3 separate regions of the Mus musculus genome follow, and all the other regions are linked to region 1. A link is a contact called in public Hi-C data. All regions are on one chromosome and are shown on one strand. The core of a region is the stretch at or near the end of the contact, and the rest is flanking DNA. Distances in the headings are between cores, read along the strand shown. Region 1 has its middle 4.1 kb from the start of Gm35967. Region 2 has its middle 72 kb from the start of Gm36107. Region 3 has its middle 56 kb from the start of Trim52.

The links. A called contact is a pair of places that touch in the nucleus more often than the background predicts.
Region 2: a Hi-C map of muscle stem cells shows a contact between it and region 1, with 2.5 times the contacts expected there. The contact joins two enhancer-like sites. A contact is called at or near these places in 1 of 484 Hi-C or Micro-C datasets (muscle stem cells) and 1 of 115 datasets of contacts at active chromatin or transcription factors (fibro-adipogenic progenitors).
Region 3: a Hi-C map of the C2C12 cell line shows a contact between it and region 1, with 2.4 times the contacts expected there. The contact joins two enhancer-like sites.

Annotation. Positions count from the first base shown.
Region 1 is chr14:105,730,883-105,734,006 of GRCm38.p6, forward strand. No RefSeq gene overlaps it. Among named protein-coding and RNA genes, the nearest start is that of Gm35967, 4.1 kb to the left of the region's middle. Within about 2 kb of position 1,674, at least 335 of the 459 cell types and tissues checked have an H3K27ac peak or open chromatin away from gene starts, as enhancers often do. A contact at or near this core is called in the C2C12 cell line, fibro-adipogenic progenitors and muscle stem cells, where this site is marked.
Region 2 is chr14:106,191,796-106,194,919 of GRCm38.p6, forward strand. No RefSeq gene overlaps it. Among named protein-coding and RNA genes, the nearest start is that of Gm36107, 72 kb to the right of the region's middle. Within about 2 kb of position 1,631, at least 33 of the 459 cell types and tissues checked have an H3K27ac peak or open chromatin away from gene starts, as enhancers often do. A contact at or near this core is called in fibro-adipogenic progenitors and muscle stem cells, where this site is marked.
Region 3 is chr14:106,161,056-106,164,179 of GRCm38.p6, forward strand. No RefSeq gene overlaps it. Among named protein-coding and RNA genes, the nearest start is that of Trim52, 56 kb to the left of the region's middle. Within about 2 kb of position 1,451, at least 31 of the 459 cell types and tissues checked have an H3K27ac peak or open chromatin away from gene starts, as enhancers often do. A contact at or near this core is called in the C2C12 cell line, where this site is marked.

The sequences.
Region 1 (3,124 bases), core at 424-2,923:
GAAATAGGCTGCTTGCCCCAGGCTTCAGCCACAGGCCGCTTAGCTCCACCCACACACACCAGCTACAGCTATGCTTTAACCCTTAGTGGGCACTATCACACAGTATTCCAGAAGGTATAAGAGCGTTATGTTTCTTGTTTCTTTGCACATTCCCAACATAAGTTTTGTCTGGGTTAGGTAAGAGGACAGCAGAAACACCGTTGGTAAGGTACAGAGAAATTACTGGCTGTAGTGAATCCTGACTCAAGGGCACAATGACTAAACATAGATCCAGGTCCAGGGCTCAGAAGAGATAATGGTTATGAAAAGTAGTTGAAGATGCCCAATATAAACAAAGTGCATCTAAGTGCTGGTATCACAGGTGGCAAGTAGGGGAGCCGGCCAATGCAATTATCATTCCTTAAAGGAACGAGACTGTATCAGGCAGGGCTTGTGCATTTGGAAAGAGCATTAGCAGAGCTAAGTACTTCATAAAGCCAAGAGACTTTGAGCTCTGAATCTCTCCCAGCTCCATGGAAAATGCAATCACCAGAGAGTTTGTTTTAAATATAAAATCTAATGAGACAGCTATGAGGATAATAGATCTGCCTTCTCCTCTCCAAGTTTTATTCAAAACTCATCACATAGACTTGGGGTAAATGACACACCTGAAAAGCAAAGCAAGCACACGCTGCTCTGTAGCAGGAACCCACCGGCAAGGGCTCTCAAACGCTTCCCTATGGAGATCTAAGCTGTAAAAATTAGTATTTTTCAACTCCAAAACTATATATGCAAAAACATTGGCTAACACTGTAGGGCCATGACTATGCTAGAATCTGATCGAAAAATAGTACAAAATTCCCCATATGGTGAAGGTCTCAACATTCTATTTTTAACAGATTTTGGAAAGATGGGTAGAAAACATATTAAATGCCTTCTCTGAATGGCAGTGCTGTGTCTGAATGTTTCTATTTTTATACTTCTATGCATATGTGTCATCTAATTCACATTTTTTTATTATCCTTTAGGGGAATGAAACAAATTTTCTACAAATTAAAATTCAGAAATGGACATATTTCTATTTCACCAGAAATGAACATTCACAATCCAAAACTCTAGCAGCTTCGCAGGCTTCATTTTTTACTTGCTGAATTGCTGTAATTATGCCAGGATATTTTTTGATATTTCTTCTTAAACGCGATGAGAATTTCTCTTTGAAACAAGAGGCTCCCTGCCCCCCCCCTCCCTTACCCCCAAACAGTGCCTGTGCTTTTTTTTCTGGAATCCAAATGAGATGCTTTAGCCAATGCTGATTTCAAAGGCTCCAGAAAAACAGCCTCCTCCAGCCCCTAGCCAACGCAGTCGCTGTGGCTTTAAGAGTAGCGTTCCGCCACCCCCCTGAGCCCACATACTTGTCCTCTTTGCACAGAAAGTGCCAAGCAGTGACATCTACTACAGTTTCTAGGACACGGTGCTCTCTGCTATACAGGGAGAAAAAGAGAGAGCGCGCTGTGAGAGAGAAGGCAGGCAGGGGAAGTGAACACAAACCCAGCTACATTCCCAGCGGACAGGCACTTCCCATGCAGTAATCCTGACCTGCTGTTTATGGCTGTTTGGCTGATAGGAAGCCCAGCTCCAGCGAGCTCTGGGGCCCAGCCTCCCCCCCTTGCTGTCCATTAATCATGAGAGGCTGTTACGAAGTGTACACAGAGTGGGAGTTCTGCCTAGAGTGGCCTCTAGCTGTCTCCAGCTCAATGAAATGACCCTGTGTGAAAACTTGTTTTATGAGAGATTGGTTTATTTGTAACTAAACTACTTCCTCCGTTATTTGATAAGCTCAAATATTTGCTGGTGATAGTCTGAGAGTGTCACATTTATTATCCTGTTTCTGTGGTTGCCTCACTCCTTTGGAACCAGCTCTGTTAACCCTTGGAAGGACAGCCCACGCCATCTTTCAGTTGGTCAGCATTATGTCAGACCAATTAGGATTTGTGACTCAAAGAGGGAGACTGTGTAGTTCCAAAACCACACGGACAACTCCAGAGGCAGAAGACTTTGATAAAAGTCCCCTAGGATTCTGAAACCACCATTTAAAAAAAAGGAAGGGCAGGGCTTCTGACTTCCTAACATAAATCTAAGGCCGTTCTAGACACATTAGTATTCCTGAAATGACAACTTTAGATAGGTCGGTGTGACTTCCTGTAGTTCTCCAGACCCCCAAAACGTCAGCTGTGTAAAGCGTGTGCGTTCTCAAAATGCTTAAAATGTCGTAGCATTCGGTGCTTTGACGCTTTGCCTGTTAGAGTCTGAGCTCATTTGCATTTGGCAGGACTTATTTCCTGCTTCCAGAGAAGGGGGGCGGGGTGGGGGGTGGAAGCCTTTGCTTGCTCTCTCAAAGGCTCAAAGGGCTCTCTGGACATATAAAACTATGTTTCCAAGAATTAAATGAACCAGAATGAGGCAGATCTCTTTTGGAATGAAAAGAAATACAGGCTTTTGTTACATGCAACACATTTGGAAAACCTAAATGGAATATCTCTCTTGACAAACCCACACTGGGACTGTTTTTGCAGCTCTTTCAGTCTCTGGTCAGCTACACGGAGTTCTCAGTGAATGCAGAAGAGGCTAAGGAAATAGCCACTTACGTGTGGCAAAATGTTCCAGCCTTGCAGAGATTTTTCCCAAAATCATTAGACCCACCAAAATGCTTTCCATTTGCCAGGCCTTCACCTTCCCCATCAGAATTTCCACAGTCCTCCAGCCTTGCAGCCCAGCTGTCAGTACCTCCTAAAACAGCCAGCCGTTTGTAGCTGAAAATGTAACCAAGTTTATACACTTCTAACCCAGAGAGCTCCCTGACGATCAGGCAGGAGAAAAAGAAAAACAAAGCAAAGTGGAGCAAAGCAAAGACGTTTTACTCTCAACTTGTTTCAAGGTCACAACAGAACACCCATGCAAGCTCCTTCCATGCTCATAAAAGAGGAGAATTTGGGCCAGCTAAGGCCTGTGGGAGGGCACATAAAGAGGGACCTGTACTGGGAACACAGCCTGGAGAGACCTTTTCCATCATGTGAAGGGGCATGGCTCAGGGTTCCACCTCTGGTTTCTTTTAGATCTCTGCAGGTAGCCTTTCCCCAAGACCCTG
Region 2 (3,124 bases), core at 381-2,880, 460 kb after region 1:
CACAACATCATAGAACCTATAGAAGTTTTCATAATTTTTTTTGAAAATCTGCATATCATTGGGGCCCAAATGATTTTGTCTTTTTCTTTATAAAAAGCAGTAAGACAAATATAATACCAATTGCCTATCTCCTTTTTCTTTCCTTCTTCAAAGCAAATATTTGGAATATAGATGTATTTGATTCCCTGGGATATACATTATAGAAAAACAAGTTGATTGTATTATATTTCAGATTTTTGTAGTTTTGTAATAATGCCTCCAGATTTCAATATAGCAGAGAGACCACTGGGTATTTTTGATATATGAAGAATTTCTCCATTGCTTAGGACAGTTATTTAAGGTTTAGACCCAGGTGTTAGTTACAAGGAATATGATCATATCCATAGATCAGGGGTGGTGGTTTTATCAAATTTGGAAGTCACAGTCAAATCAATTGGGCTAAAAGTCATGTGGCAGGAGTTACTGCAAGAGATGACATAAGTATTGTGGAGAAATTCCTTTCTGGCTAATTCCCAGCTGACAACAAGACAAATTCAGTCTACTGGTGAAAAAGCTCTAATTGCTACACTAGAACACAAAGGATATGCAGGTGATAAAAATCCTGTATTGCACTACATATATTTAGCAACCATACAGATAAAAACTGAAGAAAAATAAGTGTATTTTCCACGTGGATATATGATTATTTCTAATAGTTTCTCCTCCCTTATATAAACTTTTCATTTTTAGAGAAAAAAATTCACCAGAAATTAGAAAAATAAAACTAATAAAAATAAATACAAGTATACCATTATGGAATGCTTACAGGGACTTATTAGCTATAGCTCTGCCTACTCGTGACATTTTAGCTGACTGAAATATAGAAGGTGGTTGAGCACTGGAACAGAAACAATAATGGGTTTTGATGAGAGAAAGTGGCCTAGCTTTAAACTTGGGCATTTGGTAGCTTCCTTTAAACAATGAATTCTTAGCAGCTAACCAACTGAATTGTAGGTGGCTACTGAAGAGCAGAGACTTTTCTTCTATGAAGTAGCATCTACCATGATAATATCATCAAGCAACATTAATATTGTGAGGACAGATTCATATTTTACAGTAAGGTATGTAAAAGAGGAGAAAACAATTGCTTCCCTGAAAGATAACCATAAATGAGCATGAATTTTCTATGTATCATTCTGAGAACATGGAGGAAATGGTAATGGTTAGAATCACAAAAGTATTTCATAGGATCATGTATTTGAATGCTTGCTACTCAGTTGTTGGCACTGTTTGGGGAGGTTGTAGAGCCTTTATAAGTTGGAGCCTTGTTACTGGATGCCACTGGGGTTGGGCTTGTGAGTTCATAGCCATGTTCCATTCCCAGTTTACACTTTTTACTTCATTTGTGTGGATAGAGATATAATCTCTCATCTCCTTGTTCTGGACACTTGCTACCATACCTTACATGTCATTCTAGACTCTTCCTCTAGAACCACAAGACAACCTCTTTCTCATATAAAGCTCTTTCAGTTCTGATATTTTATCTTAGCAACCAAAGGGAAATAATAAGGAAGCAAAGAATGTTATGCTCTCATTAGTCTTTGTAGGTTCCCTTTTAATGAGCGTGAATGACAAACTTTGGCTGACTTCTTGCTTGTGATTAATCATGAACTGGTTTGCTGACATCTGTCTGTTTTCAGTTAAGATGTTCATTATATCCAGCCAAGTTCCTCCATTTACACATACGTCCTTGAGAGAAATGGCCTGGAGGAAATGGCCTTAGTCAAACATAGGTATTATGTACCATAAGCTTGCCATGTAAGCATTTGTGATCATTGTTTAACTTCCTGGAACTGGTCATGTTTTCTGTTACTTGCCTTTAACACTGAGAAAATACACTTGTTGCTGTCATGGTCTGACCAGCAGCGCTCCCATGTCTGTCTCTTGTGTCTTCTTTCTGCCTTTCCTACAATCATACTCAGTCTCCTAGTCATGGATTTCTGGGAAGTAGCACCATAGGGCTCAACTACCGGGAACACAGTGATACACTCAGGAAAAGTGAAAGTGTTGGCAGCTGGTGAATAACTTTTGGAAGAAAACCCACAGGAAAACACAGATAAGGGAGCTCTGAAAAAGTAAGTAAACTTGTTAAAAGAAAAAGAAAGGAGAGAGAAAATGAAAATTTATTTTTTAAAAAAAAGGGAATTGGATACAGCCATATATTTTTTATACAAATGCTTAAAGTAGAGCAACAGCTATTACACAGTTTTTTAGATTTTGTAGAGAAGGTTTGTCCTTGGTTTCCTGAGGAAGGTGCAATAAATTTAGCAATCTTGGAGAAAGTTAGAGAAAGATTTCAAGATTATTATGATGTGCATAGACTAGGTAAAGTGCCTGTAGTTACTTTTAGTCTTTTGACCTTGATTAGGGGTAGGAGAGAGAAGTGGGTTTCAGAGAAGGAAAATGAAACTAAGTAGTTCCCAGAGTCTGTCACTGCACACTGCTATTGTGGGGGTGTACCCAGCAGAGGCCAGTGACAGCAGGGGGTTGATCCCCTGTAGGTCCCATTCTTGGCTCCATTCCTGGCCCCACTGGAATGTCTACCAACCTCTGGGGAGGCAGAGGAGCATGATGAGCCACTGGAGGAGCTGTCACAGAGAGAGCGCAGCATCTCAGGGCAGCTGTCAGACAGAGTTTGCTCTTGCCCAATGGTGCTCTTCTCTATGGACTTGTGAGCTCTGGTTTAGGTGAGTTATGATCCAATCCAGCAGGCTAAGATACAAGAAAAAATGCTTATGGAAAATGTTTGAGATTGATAAATGCAAGTGATGAAGGTTAGAGGATATAAAGGAACATAGATGATGATGATTTAGAAATTAAAAAAATGCTTCGAATGAAAGATGTTTATGGTTGGTAAATGCAAATAATAAATGTTGAAGGATCTAAGAAGATGTTTTAAGGTATATAAGTGCAAGTTATAGTAATAAAAGAAATGATTTAAGGTATAAAAAATGCGGAATATTTCATCTTCTCCCCACATGCTATTGTTATTTCAAAGTTCAGAATTTTAAAATTGATCAACTGATAAGTTAGTTCTGATAAGTTAGTGGAAAATTGGCAGTTTACAATTAAGTCACAAGCTTTT
Region 3 (3,124 bases), core at 201-2,700, 430 kb after region 1:
CTTATATTTTAGTTTTGAGTCCTTTGTCTTTTACAAAGTTACGGTAAAAAGCTACATTTGGAGGTGGCAGTACGGCTCCCATTGTGAAAGTGCTTGTCACAGTGAGATTTGTAGAACCCAAGTGAAGGTGGACGGAAAGAGCTGACTCTACATGCATGCTGTAGCACCCCTCAGAAACAAGTATTTTGAAAACCCCCGTATTTCTATACGCGATTGTTTTTGGTACATATACAAACGTTTATTTCCACTTTCAGATTCTTTTAAAAGCCGTTTATCTAGTCTTCTATTCTCTCGTCTGTCAGACTTCTGACAGTTCTACTTGTGTCTGGCCGGGATCATTGTGTTTTATTTTAACATCGTTGTCCAGATGATCTCAAACCTTAAAATTACTCCAATATGATATTTCTTTTCATGCTCTGTACTGATGAAGATTGCTAGAAAAGTTTAAGTATCCTATATGTATGCATACTTTTGCAGGTGTCCTGTCTGGCCCTACCTGGAATCATGTAACCACAGGTAAAATGGATACTGCTGCCAAGATCACTGTGTTTGTGAAGTCTGTATGCAGTGCCTACAGGCTTTCCTCTCTCCCTGCACTCCACAGACTCTAACCTTTGCCTCTTAATTCCATTGCTCTTTCCCCCATGTTTATTCCAGGCAGCTCTGCTCATTCTTACCCACTGTCAAAGTAATCTTCAGGAGTTACCATGTTCAAATGGAGTCTATGATATAGTGACTATCCCAAATTTTTATACTTTCCCTGTAGATGCCTCAGAAAGGTGGTATTTTCGGGTTCCATCCTTTTGAGTAGATCCTAGTTGTCCAACAATTCTTCTTGGCTAGTCTAATTCATTTTCTTTTCAGAGTGCAGAAACTAAAAGCACTGCTAGCTTTGTCAAATTCATTCTAGCCTTTTTTTCTTGTAATCAATGACTTAATTACTGGGAATTAAAAATACTTTTTAAATTTTTATATAGAAAGCTAGTTACTGGAGAAAAATTTAATTACTAGAGAAAAATTTATGACAACGTGTATTTTCCATTGGCATTATTTCTGACCTGTCTTGTTTCTTTCTACACATATAAGAAAGCATTTCTCTAGCATGTGTAAAGGTACCCTTCTCTTTTCTCTGTTGTCATTCCAGCCTTCTCTTTAGCCAAAGCTCATTGTGTGTGTGTGAGGTCTTTCCTATTGCTTGTAACACCTATCATCTGTGTCCTATTTATTTATTTAGCCTGGTTTCATGTATCACACACCCCCTTTAAGATGGATTGCTTTCGTTTGTATCATGTTTCCATTTGCTTATGCTATTTGTAGCAATATTCATTGTGCTTTTATTCCATGTTAATTCAGCTGCATAACTCCTTCAGCCTCTTCATCCCTACCAGCAGAATCACTCTCCAATTCCTGTTTTGTCACTAATCAGCTTACAATCCTTTACTGGCTCCCCGGTGCTCTTTAGCTTCCAAACTCCTTTGGCATGACTCACAAGGCTCTTGATCTGGAGCCTGCTGTCTAGTTTTGCTTCCTTTCTGAATACGTGAAAACTGGAATTCTGAACTCTAGCCAGAAAAAGCCACCTTTACCAGTGGCTTTATTTCTCTTGTTCTTGCTCTCAAATCTTAAATATTTTTCCCCCAAGAAATTTTAGCTCTCTTCATTAACTTTTACATGCCAGAGCTTAACTTATATATGACTGCTTGCTGGAAGCCTTACTGTCTTTCTCTTGTTCATCTATGCCCCAACTCTACATATTTCTCAGCTCACAGGATGTTATTTCTCTATCTTATTTACTCCTTCCATTTGCCTGTTTAGTAGTCTGTATGTCTACTATATACTAGCCATAGTTAGGCAGGTAGCTCAATATCTCGAAGGTTCTTCAATCAAATGTGATAAATCAATCAATTGATTATGCAGTTAGTCCATGCAGAATAAATTGCTAAATGGGACTGTAATATTCTCAAGCAATTCTGTAGATCAGTGGTTTCTCAACCTATGGGTAGGAAAAACTGTAATTTTAACGAATCCCCCCCCCCTTTTTTTTTGCTTGTCTCATTTTTTGCCCCTCAAGTAGCCTAATTTTCTCCAATTTTACTTTCATCTAATGTCTGTTAACAAGTGTTCTGATGTGAACTTGGCTTTTGGTAAAGGAACTTATTTGTGGCTTTTGTATTATCTTTTCTTCTCTCCTTACTACATTATGATTCATAACTGCAAACTTACAGTTATGATGTAGTAACAAAAATAATTTTATGGTTGGGAATCACCACAACATGAGGAACTGTATTAAAAGATTGCAACATTAGGAAGGCTGAGAACAACTGCCATAGTTGAAGGGCTTCTTGGAGGGATGTTTTGAGTCACTGTCTTGCTATGTAACCCTATATGGCAGGACTCCTGCCTGACCCTTCTGAAATTACCAGGAAGTAGCAGGGGTCTTTCCTTCAAACTAGGCAGTTAAGCAAGAAATTTTATGAAATAGTAGTATCCTGACAGATTACCTTATCTCCATTTGTTCATACTTTCTCATTTATGCTGGTTCTTTATAGTAGAGTCTGTGTCATCATGGCGCTCCTTGCTGCTTTATTTTCCTTATGAAGTAACCACATCCAAATTTTCCCTTCCTGTCTCCAGCTGTCAGTGTCCACTTCCTGTCTCCAGCTGTCAGTGTCCACTTCCTGTCTCCAGCTGTCTGTCAGTGTCCACTTCCTGTCTCCAGCTGTCAGTGTCCACTTCCTGTCTCCAGCTGTCAGTGTCCACTTCCTGTCTCCAGCTGTCTGTCAGTGTCCACTTCCTGTCTCCAGCTGTCAGTGTCCACTTCCTGTCTCCAGCTGTCAGTGTCCACTTCCTGTCTCCAGCTGTCTGTCAGTGTCCACTTCCTGTCTCCAGCTGTCAGTGTCCACTTCCTGTCTCCAGCTGTCTGTCAGTGTCCACTTCCTGTCTCCAGCTGTCAGTGTCCACTTCCTGTCTCCAGCTGTCTGTCAGTGTACACTTCCTGTCTCTAGCTGTCAGTGTCCACTTCCTGTCTCCAGCTGTCTGTCAGTGTACACTTTCTGTCTCCAGCTGTCTGTCAGTGTCCACTTCCTGTCTCCAGCTGTCAGTGTACACTTTCTGTCTCCAGCTG